Linked DNA regions of Arachis hypogaea: region 1 is linked to region 2. A link is a contact called in public Hi-C data. All regions are on one chromosome and are shown on one strand. Each heading gives the region's core, a stretch centred on a gene start, on an enhancer-like site or on the middle of the called end of the contact. The rest is flanking DNA. Distances are from core to core; before and after follow the strand shown. Region 1 holds the start of LOC112783068. Region 2 overlaps LOC112785279 (agamous-like MADS-box protein AP1).

Evidence for each region. A called contact is a pair of places that touch in the nucleus more often than the background predicts.
Region 1: a Hi-C map of an unstated tissue shows a contact between it and region 2, with 7 times the contacts expected there. The contact joins the promoter of LOC112783068 here to the enhancer-like site in region 2. A contact is called at or near these places in 4 of 8 Hi-C or Micro-C datasets (leaf and an unstated tissue).

The regions. Positions count from the first base shown.
Region 1 is chr20:129,167,929-129,172,889 of arahy.Tifrunner.gnm2.J5K5, reverse strand. It overlaps LOC112783068, which reads right to left and starts at 2,415. Exons shown (of 5, transcript XM_025825822.3): 1 at 2,275-2,415; 2 at 962-2,154; 3 at 324-460. The coding sequence starts at 1,596.
Region 2 is chr20:129,066,437-129,071,273 of arahy.Tifrunner.gnm2.J5K5, reverse strand. All of the region lies in intron 1 of LOC112785279 (agamous-like MADS-box protein AP1), which reads left to right. Among protein-coding and RNA genes, the nearest start is that of LOC112786354, 12 kb to the right of the region's middle. Within about 2 kb of position 1,398, at least 2 of the 3 cell types and tissues checked have open chromatin away from gene starts, as enhancers often do.

The sequences.
Region 1 (4,961 bases), core at 1,166-3,665, 100 kb before region 2:
ATTAGTTATCGAAAATGTCACGAGCCAGATTTTGGTTATGAACAACTCAAAGAAAATGAAGCAGCTCATTAGTCAATATAGAAAATTAAGATCGTAGTATCAGATAGAAACTTGGGAAACCTTAGCCTACATTTCCTTAATAGTGAACCAAGGTTTACTCATTTTTTCTTTTTCACTGAATGGACATATTAGAGAAAGCTGTTGAAAAGGCAAAATATGAATTAATAAAGTAATCAATGAATATGCATGCAGAAATAGGAAGGTTAATGTTAGAGAGGGAGAAAAGTGTTCTTATAATGAAGGAATCCAGAACATGTTATTACCACCATATGGCTGAAGCAACCTCCCAGGCTTTCCAGAGTGTATACCAACTTGTGGTTTTCTCCGCCGCTCGTTATGGCCTGCAAGGCGTTTACGACAGCTACGCTTACCATCATCAAATTCAGCCAGCAAATGAAACCTGGATAGTAAGCTAAACATTACAGGAGCGCTATATATCATAATATTAAAGCTTCTTATTTCAAAACTTTGTCCTTTTTTAGAAAACTCAAAGCAGAAATTTTGGCAAAGGAGAAGTTATGCAGCAATTTTCATGGATGCGAATTATGTGTACAATTGCACACAAATCTCATCCATTAAAGTTTCTCCCCCAATTTTACCAACATACAAAACTCACCCCTAGTAAGAATATTCATAGAGTGTGGTTTCTTCCTTTTCAGAAAACAAAGTAGCACCTAAATTGGACTATAAGACAATTGGTGAGAACCAATCCCCATTTTTATTTCCCTCCAAATAATAATGCAGATTTGAAGAACATAGCTAAAGACAGGAAGAGAATTTGGATGAAAAGCTAAAAAGAGCAGATAAAAGCTTCTTAAACACACATGACATGTAATTAGGAGACAAAAAAGAGCCAACAAATTCAAAAGATGTAAAAGAAAGAAAAGCTTGACCAGCCTACCTACTACATTGCTGACAAAACCTTTGTTCAATACCATTGACAATAACTTTGGAAGTCTTGGAATGAACCTCACAAACTTTGTGCCTCTTATGGTAGTCCTTGCAACCACTCAGATCCTTGTTGCATCCATAGACCTGGCAGTATGCTGTCTGAGAGTGAATCCCAGAAGCTCGAACCCTCTTCGGCGGCGTGGACGACTCCGATGACGACAAAATAGGGGCCCCTTTGGAGAATGCTGGCACCACCACACCAACATCACCATGATCAGGAAACCTACCAAGCTTCAAGTCAATAAGTGAATCACAGCCACCACCATTAGAGTCCCCCAAAGAGGCTGAAATCTTGGAATTGAAATCATCTCTTGAAGAGAATGCGTTTGGGGTAGCCATAGCAGGGTCATTATCAATCTTTCTGCTATGAACACTACTAATTGGATTAGGATCTTGGGGCAATTGTTTCATCCCTGGGAACCCCAATTCCTCAAAACCTTGATTCTCAATGGAAAAACCACCTGGGGTTTTCAGTTCCCAACCCAAGAAGGAACCTTTGCTGTTCCTCCCAACACTGTTGGGAGGGGAAATCGCATCGTTTGAGACATAACCCTTCTCTTCAGAAACATAACTCCAAGACTCCATAACATGAATAAGCACACAGCCACACACACACACACACACAGAGGCAATTACACAAACACAAAGAGTGCAAGAATCAGAGTGCAAGTATAACCACCTCAATTGATGCAGTTAAAAACACTGTAACAGACTCTGACTCAAACTCAAAACAGAAACAAAAGAAAAAAAAAAAGTCTCAACTTGCAATAGCTACTACTTCAGCAGTGGAGTAAAGTTAACAAAAAGAAGGAACACCATTGAAGAGCCTTCAAAAAGAACAAAACACAAGTAAGTAATAGTTACTACTGTCTATAATACTATTATCCCTACTGAAGCTGAAGCAAGACCCTTTTTTTTAATTATTTTTTGCAATCAGTGAGACAATAATTATGAGAAAAAGATTAAAGGGGAAAAGGAAAAAAAGAAAGAAAGAGAGTAGAAAAGAAGTGTCAGAAGGGAGCACGTGAAATGGAAAATGGGTTAAGATAATGAATGTGAAGAGTGTGTCAGGTGAAGACAGAGGACTCAATGGAGGCAAAAACACAATCCATGGAGATTCATTCATATATAATCAATCAAAGCCTGTTTCATAAAGAAAATAAAGTATGGTAAGCTATTATTATTGATAAATAATCTTCAAAAAGCTTAACCAAATAATAATAACAATAATATCAGAGAGAAGAAAGGGAGAGACTTTTTTACCAGTGGTGGTGTTGTACTTGAAGAAGAAGAAGAAGAAGAAGAAGTGAGATAATGATTATGGTGATGATGCAAACTCAAAGTGAAAAGAGACTCTTTGAATGAATAAATGAATGAATGAATGCTTTGTTTCCCAAATTCCATGAAAAAAAAGATTATTTTTAAAGAGCTTTTGTTTGTTTCTTGTTAGCTGGAGAGAGAGACAGAGGGGGGGGGGGGTCATAAGGGCAAAATTGTCATTATGTAAATTTAAATTGTGTGTTAGTTTGTGTTTTTATTTTAAATATTTTTGTTTTTAAGATTTTATAAAAAAAATTATTTTTTTCTATTTTCTCTTTATTTTCATAAAATTTAAAAAAAACACTTACTTATAATTTATAACATGTGTTATCATCAAACAAATAAAAATTAATTTAATTTTTAATTATATTTGTTGGAGATTAATTTATAAAAAATAATCTTTCAATAATAAATTGAGGGCAATTTACGCAAATAAAATGATTGAAGAAAACGTTTACGCAAATACAATATTGGCAATTTTTAGACGCAAATGCAACAAACGCAACTATATATAATCCGCTACACCCTGCAGCGGAACTTAATTGCACGTAATCCGTTACAGGGTATCGCGGATTATGTTGAGGGCGGGGTTACTCATAAACCGCAACACCCTGTAGCGGTTTATGACCAAATGGCGTTTCTGCATAATCCGCTACACCATGTAGCGGATTATGAGTATAGTGGTGTTTATATGTTAGGGTTTAAAACCCATGATACAAAATGCACGAATTGATACAAAATATAATCGTCATTCGCAGTAACTCGTACAAAAATAATACAGGTATAACTACATAACTAATACAAATATAACTGTCACAAGTCGTTAACCCTAACAGAAAATAAATAAGTCATAATTCATACATGGATAACTGTCGGAAATTAAGAGAATCGGACGCTACTGTTGGTCACCGTCAACATCATGGTCGCCTCCGAATGGACCAAGTAGGTGCGAGCCTGTGCCACATCGAGTTGGACACCTAACCCTAGCCGCTCGCCGATCTCCCGGCGGAGCCTCCTGTGCCCCAACTCCAAATGCAGATGGTGGCGACCCCCCATCCCGAACCAAGTGTCGTACGGGCTGCCTGCGGGCTCATTCAAGTCGACCGGAAGCTGGGTCTCAGGAACCTGGGTCTCAGGGACCAGGTTTTCAGGCGTATCCGCTGGCTGTGGCCTATACTCCGTAGGGTCTGAAGGGCCGCCTGGAATCGGGCTCTGGTACTGATGAACGTCGTCACCCCGTATGATCTCAGCAAAATCCGCATAGAACTGGGGTCTACCCAACTGATCGTCCAAATCCATGGTGAAAGAAGTGGTAGCAAGATCGGCTAACAGCTGTGTGCTACACCCATGTAGTACCTGAGAGCTAGATACGTGGGTAAAAGGTGTACCACCCATACTAGCCTCCGCGGTGCCACCAACATGAGTGTCTGTAGGGTGCCGACGGGACGATCCTGCCTCGTCATCGTGGTGGACGGGAGGTGCTCCTCCACCACGAGCAGCCCGTAGTCTAGCAGAAGATCGACGAAGGCGATGATCTGCCTGGCCTTCGTCATCACCACCAACCTGCTCCTCCTGCATCATGTCGTCTAGCCAGCGCCAGTCACGATCAGTGGCACGTGTACCGATGCGTCGTCTCCGCTCCAAACGTCTGTTATCCGGCATATCGAATGCTGGCACTCTAGTCGGCGCCTGCGACGACCCTCTGAGTATAGCATCGTCCGGAACCTGGGTCGGCCTGGGGTCGGCGAAAACAATCCCTGGTGACAGAATCCTATGTGCAACATGGTGCCACCAGTCCAGGTACTTAGGGGATGGACCAGGATCAGGAACTCTCTGGACACTCAACACAGAACGAACTCGCTCATCCCAATGCTGACGCCATGTCCTATAGTAAGTGGGAAACCATCTATCTCCACCCCTGCCGTCCTTACTATGAAGATACTCTATGTTGAGCACTGGCTCAGGCAAATGCTGTACGCCCCCTAGCTGTGGGAAGACCCTGTCTACCTGATGCCACTCAATAACTGCAAAGTAGATCAGGCTGGTGACAGCCCGCCATAACCGGATGTGCTCCTCGGTCAGTATCTCCGGATGGATGACTGCCAGTACGTCCAGTGAACCATAAGGCTCCCACACAATCTGATAGACAGGAGGCAAGGTCAGCATTATACCAATGTATACATATAAGTGTGAAAAAAAGAATTAAAATAACAACAAACAAAAATAAAATACTTACATCTCGATGAGTCAGTCGATCCAATGCCAGACGATACTGTATAATCCGCCGTTCCTTTCCATCAGAAGAGGACAAATATGTGGCCCATCTGAGTTGCAGAAATAGCACGTAAGTATGTAATTTCAAATATAGAACGTAATGAACTTGAAAGAAAGAATGAATTAAAGTATACCTGGATGCCAATGGAAAAGAGAAAGCATCAAAACCCGGCGGCCTCAGCGTGGGGAACCGCCAAAAGATCCATGACTGTAGCAACTGTAGGGGTCCAGCCAAGTTGGTGACGTTTCTGTTCGTCACCCTGCACATGCATCGGTACAGCCACGCCAATGCAGCGGCGCCCCAGCTATAGCTGCTCATATCATCAAGTCTCACCACAAAAGGCAACCAGCGAAGG
Region 2 (4,837 bases), core at 149-2,648:
ACACCCTCAAGGGAGGAGACAGCCAAACCTAATAATTCCCACCACACTAACATCCATTGATTTTATAGTACTACAATCAATTTAGAAGAACCGAAACACTTTGTGTGTTTTTTTTTTTAGATTTTGTGAAAAAAGTAAAATAAAATAAAAAGTAAAATTGTATCATTTTTAATTATTATTTATTTTTTCTCATAAAATTCTAAAATAAAAAATATATTAAAAATAAAATAGAAAAAAAAAACGTACACACTTTAATTGTTAATGGTAGTTGATTGTGTATTGTTATTACTTATTAGACAACCTTACCTAGTGATTAGGAATTTAGGTACAAGTGAGGCTACTTCAAAAGCTTTTGGAGGAAGTATCTTGGTGCAAGCCTTATAATTTTTTATGTGCAACGAATTTTGTTAATTTAACCGCTGAATTTTAATATTTCACTATAAAAATCAATTCAAGAAAATTTTATAAAATTTGGAATTAATTTGATATGTTATTATGACTCTTTACTTTTATGTATATTATTATTTTAAAAGTATAAAAAATATATGATTATTAGATTATATATCTATTAATATCCGAATTTTTTAAAATTTAATAAATTTAATTATCATAATAATATAACATGTGATTCATGAAATTTGTTGGGTAAAAAAAAATTTACGTTTAATTATTTTGTCAATCTCTATATTTTTATCAGATTTATAATTAAATATTTATATTTTAAAAATTTTAATTTAATTTCTAATATTATTACTATAAAAAAGATTAAAATTAGCGGAATTTTTTTCCTACAAATTAAAGGCATCCACAATTAATGACTTAATTAGATCTTTGTCCACATATTTTTTAAAGAGAAATATTTCGTTAACTTTAAAGACTTTGACACCAAAAAGACTTAATTATAAAATTAAAAATAATATAAAAAATTAATTAAAAATTTAAAATATAAAAATTTAATTATAAATTTGATAAAACTAGCCGAATGAACAGAGTAATTAAGTCTTATTAATTAATTCAATTATATAGATCTATCTACAAGACATAGTTATAGCAGGTATAAACGGATCTCTTCTAAATGTCTTTTTAGTCTATGATATCCTTTAATATAACAAATTAAGAACTAATTCGTCGCGAATCTGAACTCTATTTAAGGTATCTCTTCTCAATGTTTTGTTTCCGTGCCTTTTCAGTTTTCTTTGTCGGTTTGGCTGCTTCTTTGCAAGCTCAACTGTGTATATTTTTTAATTAGTTTTTGTAATAAAAGGGCCCAATAAATAAACTAACTAGGGTCCAAAAATGTTTAAAAGAGAAAAATTTTTCTACTTGGATTGTGAGAGAGCATGGGCCATAGTGTACAATGTACTCTACCTATGCTGAGAACAATATGGGTCCAAATTGTGCCAAGCACACCCAATATGACTGTTGCTCTCAACCAACACATGGTTTATTTATGGTTGAAGGGGTACCTATTCATTTTATTTAATGAATCACATTAAGTATACACAAAAAATTAGATATTAAATCAATTATTTGTGTAAAATATATATTAAAATATAAAATACACATTAAAAATAAATTAAATAATATATATAAATACATGATGATTGATTTTTTTTTTTTTTTTGTGTATGTAATATTTTTTTTATTTTTTAATTAGTAACTTTGGATTTAAGAAAGAAAAAAAGAGATGATTATTCATTATTGCTCTTGGGGAATAAAAGTTGACTCAATTATGGTATTTGGTTAAGATGGAACATCTAGATCTATGATTGAAGAAGGATCTTAGCAGATTCTAATGTTGTTAGCATGTAAGAATGTAGGCCATCACTAATTGTGACATGTCACCTTAGAATGAGACAAAGTGACAAACTCTTCTCCATCAAGCCATTGGATCACACAGAGTGGTAAATGCCCTCATCACATGAATGAATCAATGGAGTTGTGTGATTTCAAGAATTTTCTTTATTCTTTGGGAACAAGAGTATTCTTCACCTATGGGAGATTTATAGCGGAGTTCTATAAGAACTTTTGAAGGTATGCACATTCAAAGATTATTGGGGAAAAGGAAAAACATTTCTCACCAAGTTGTAGAAAAAAGGAAAACAGAGGGAAAAAAAAGTATTATATAGTAAATAAGAAAAATGTCAGATTGTCAACACTTTTTGTTACTATTAGTCAATGCTTTGAATTAATACTTTATTTTGTTAATATTCAAATTTTGGTTTAGAATTTAATTTTTAATATTTAAAATTAATCAAATATTAACAAAAAATAATAAATTTTTTATTGGTCATGCAGTAATTCTCCATAAATAAAGTATAAAATGCATCTAACGCGCTACTAAATTAAGAACTCAATTGTTCTTTTTATATTTGGTAATAAACTCAATTGTTCTTTATAAGATGTTGGACATACTATTAAACATATTTGATATTTATTTAGCATAGGAATGACGATTTTTGGTAGAGAACATTATGGGTATATTATTTTTTTCGTGGGCTAATATTATGGGTTATTGTAAGTCCATAAAAAGTTTTTGGTTTTATAGGCCAAAATTATCTTGTTAATTAATGACCAACGTTTTTGGCGGCCTTCTGTAGGTATCTAAAATTAATGAAGGCATGACCAAAAGAAAACAAAAAATTAGTGAAGCCATATTTAGGGGTAGCAAAGGGCCGAAACCAGCCGGTCCAACCCGAGTAACTCGCCAAAAAAGGCAGGTTGGGCTGAAAATTTGAAACCGGCATCATTAAAAAATCTGCCTAACCCACACCGCCTAATCCGCGGGTTTTGGCGGGTTTCGGCAGGGTTGGACAGGATTCCCCAGTGGGGCCGTATTTTTTTTTTGTAATTGAAGATGTTTCTATGTTATAATTTGGATTATATTCTATATTTGATTGATTAGACTTGGAGACTTAAAAATATTTAATTATTTGTTTTAGTTTTGGACAATATTTGTTTTAATATTTTATTTTTTACAATGTTGGCATAAAACTTACTTGATAATTATATTTATTACATATTTAAAATTATAAAGACTTTAATGTTTGTGAACTTAAAAATTATAATTTTTTATGTCTTTAGAAATTTATAATTTATTAAAATAGTTGTGAAATAATATATATTGTTTAATATTTAATATTTAATATATTGTTTAATATTTAATAGGATAGAAAAAAAATTCAAGACCGCCTCATTAGGCAGAACAGATAAATGACATACTTTTAGCAGGATGGAACAAGACAAGGCAGACTAACCCCTAACCATATTGATGAAAGAAGCTCAAGCTATATGGAAATGAAGGTAAATTCTTCACTGAATTGAATGGAAAGAGCCAAAAAATAAAAAAATAAATTGGAGAATTCATCAATTCTCAAACACAAAAGGGATATTCATGAGAAGGAAACCTGAGATATACATTTAAATTATATTCTATACTTTTGAAGTGCTTTGTTAAACTAAGATGAAGTATTTGTGAAAATATTTTTCAATGCATTTTTTGAAACAAAAAACAGTTATTTTTCTTTTAGTAATTAGTAAGTACCCTTAACAAAACCCTTTTTTTAAAAAAAAAGATTTGCATTGATTTTTAACAAGTTATATAAGCCCAAATATTTTGCTGACAACTAACCCTAAGGATATTTGTCAAGTTTACTTATAGTAAAATTTTAAAAAATTTTAATAATGCATAAAATAAATTTAAATATTAGCTTTTCAATAAAAATTATATACAAAATATTTGTTAGCAAAAATTTTATGTTTATATAAGAATTTAGGTAATATAATAATTGCATGTAATGTGATTAAGGTTCTAAAAGCAAATCGGTTATCGAACCAATAGAATTAGAGGTTTAATAGTTCAAAAGTTCAACTAAAATTTAATCGAGATTGAATCAGATATAATAAAATAATATATTTATCTATAAAATATATTATTTTTTTTTAAAAATAATTTTTTTGTGATTTATTATTTTAATCACTAAAAGAAAAACCAAGTCGACCGATTAATTGGTTTTTAATAAGTTCATTACCAAGTATTTTTTATCTTAAATCGAATCGGTTTATTAACCAATTTTCGGTTAATTGGGTTGAACCAACTCATCACAATTCATAACCATGAATGAGATTTTTGGTTTTTGGAAGGGGAGAGAGTTGTTTTTGTTTTTTTCCAATGTCTGATACACGTTTTGGTTAATATTCTCATGCTGTTAAAGAGTGGAACAAAAGTCTAATCCATTATTATTTGATAATGGACATACATATCTCAACTTCTTTAATGGTATATCTTAGAGGCCCAATGTTTATTTAGTGGTGTATAGGAGTTGGAATGTTACACAATGTTATCAAAGTCCAACTTATGAAATTATATTATTTATGTGGTAGGGTTGAAGAATTTTTCGTAACCAAATAGTAATAATTAGTTACACTTAATTTGCTTGTTTCTTTATTACTTGTTCCTAACAAATTAATTAAAGTTTCACTGGCACAACTAACTAATTAATAATGGAGAATGAACAACTACAAAATTAAATCTCCAAGATATAAGTCCAAATAATAAAGAGCTAAACTAATTAAACCACAAAAATTGATGTTAGTATAGGTCCATATGAGGTGGTTGGACTGACTTTAATTAAGGACTGTTCTAAACTATGTTAATATGATTTATTTTATTTATCAACATTTTAAAATGTGTATTAATTAGTAAAATAAATGTTAGAGTTAACTGAATATTTTTTGTAAATTGAAAGTATTCATAATTAAAAATCTAATTTGATTTTTGACCATATGTATTTTAAGAAAAAATATTTTGTTAATTTTAATATTTTTTTAAATAAAA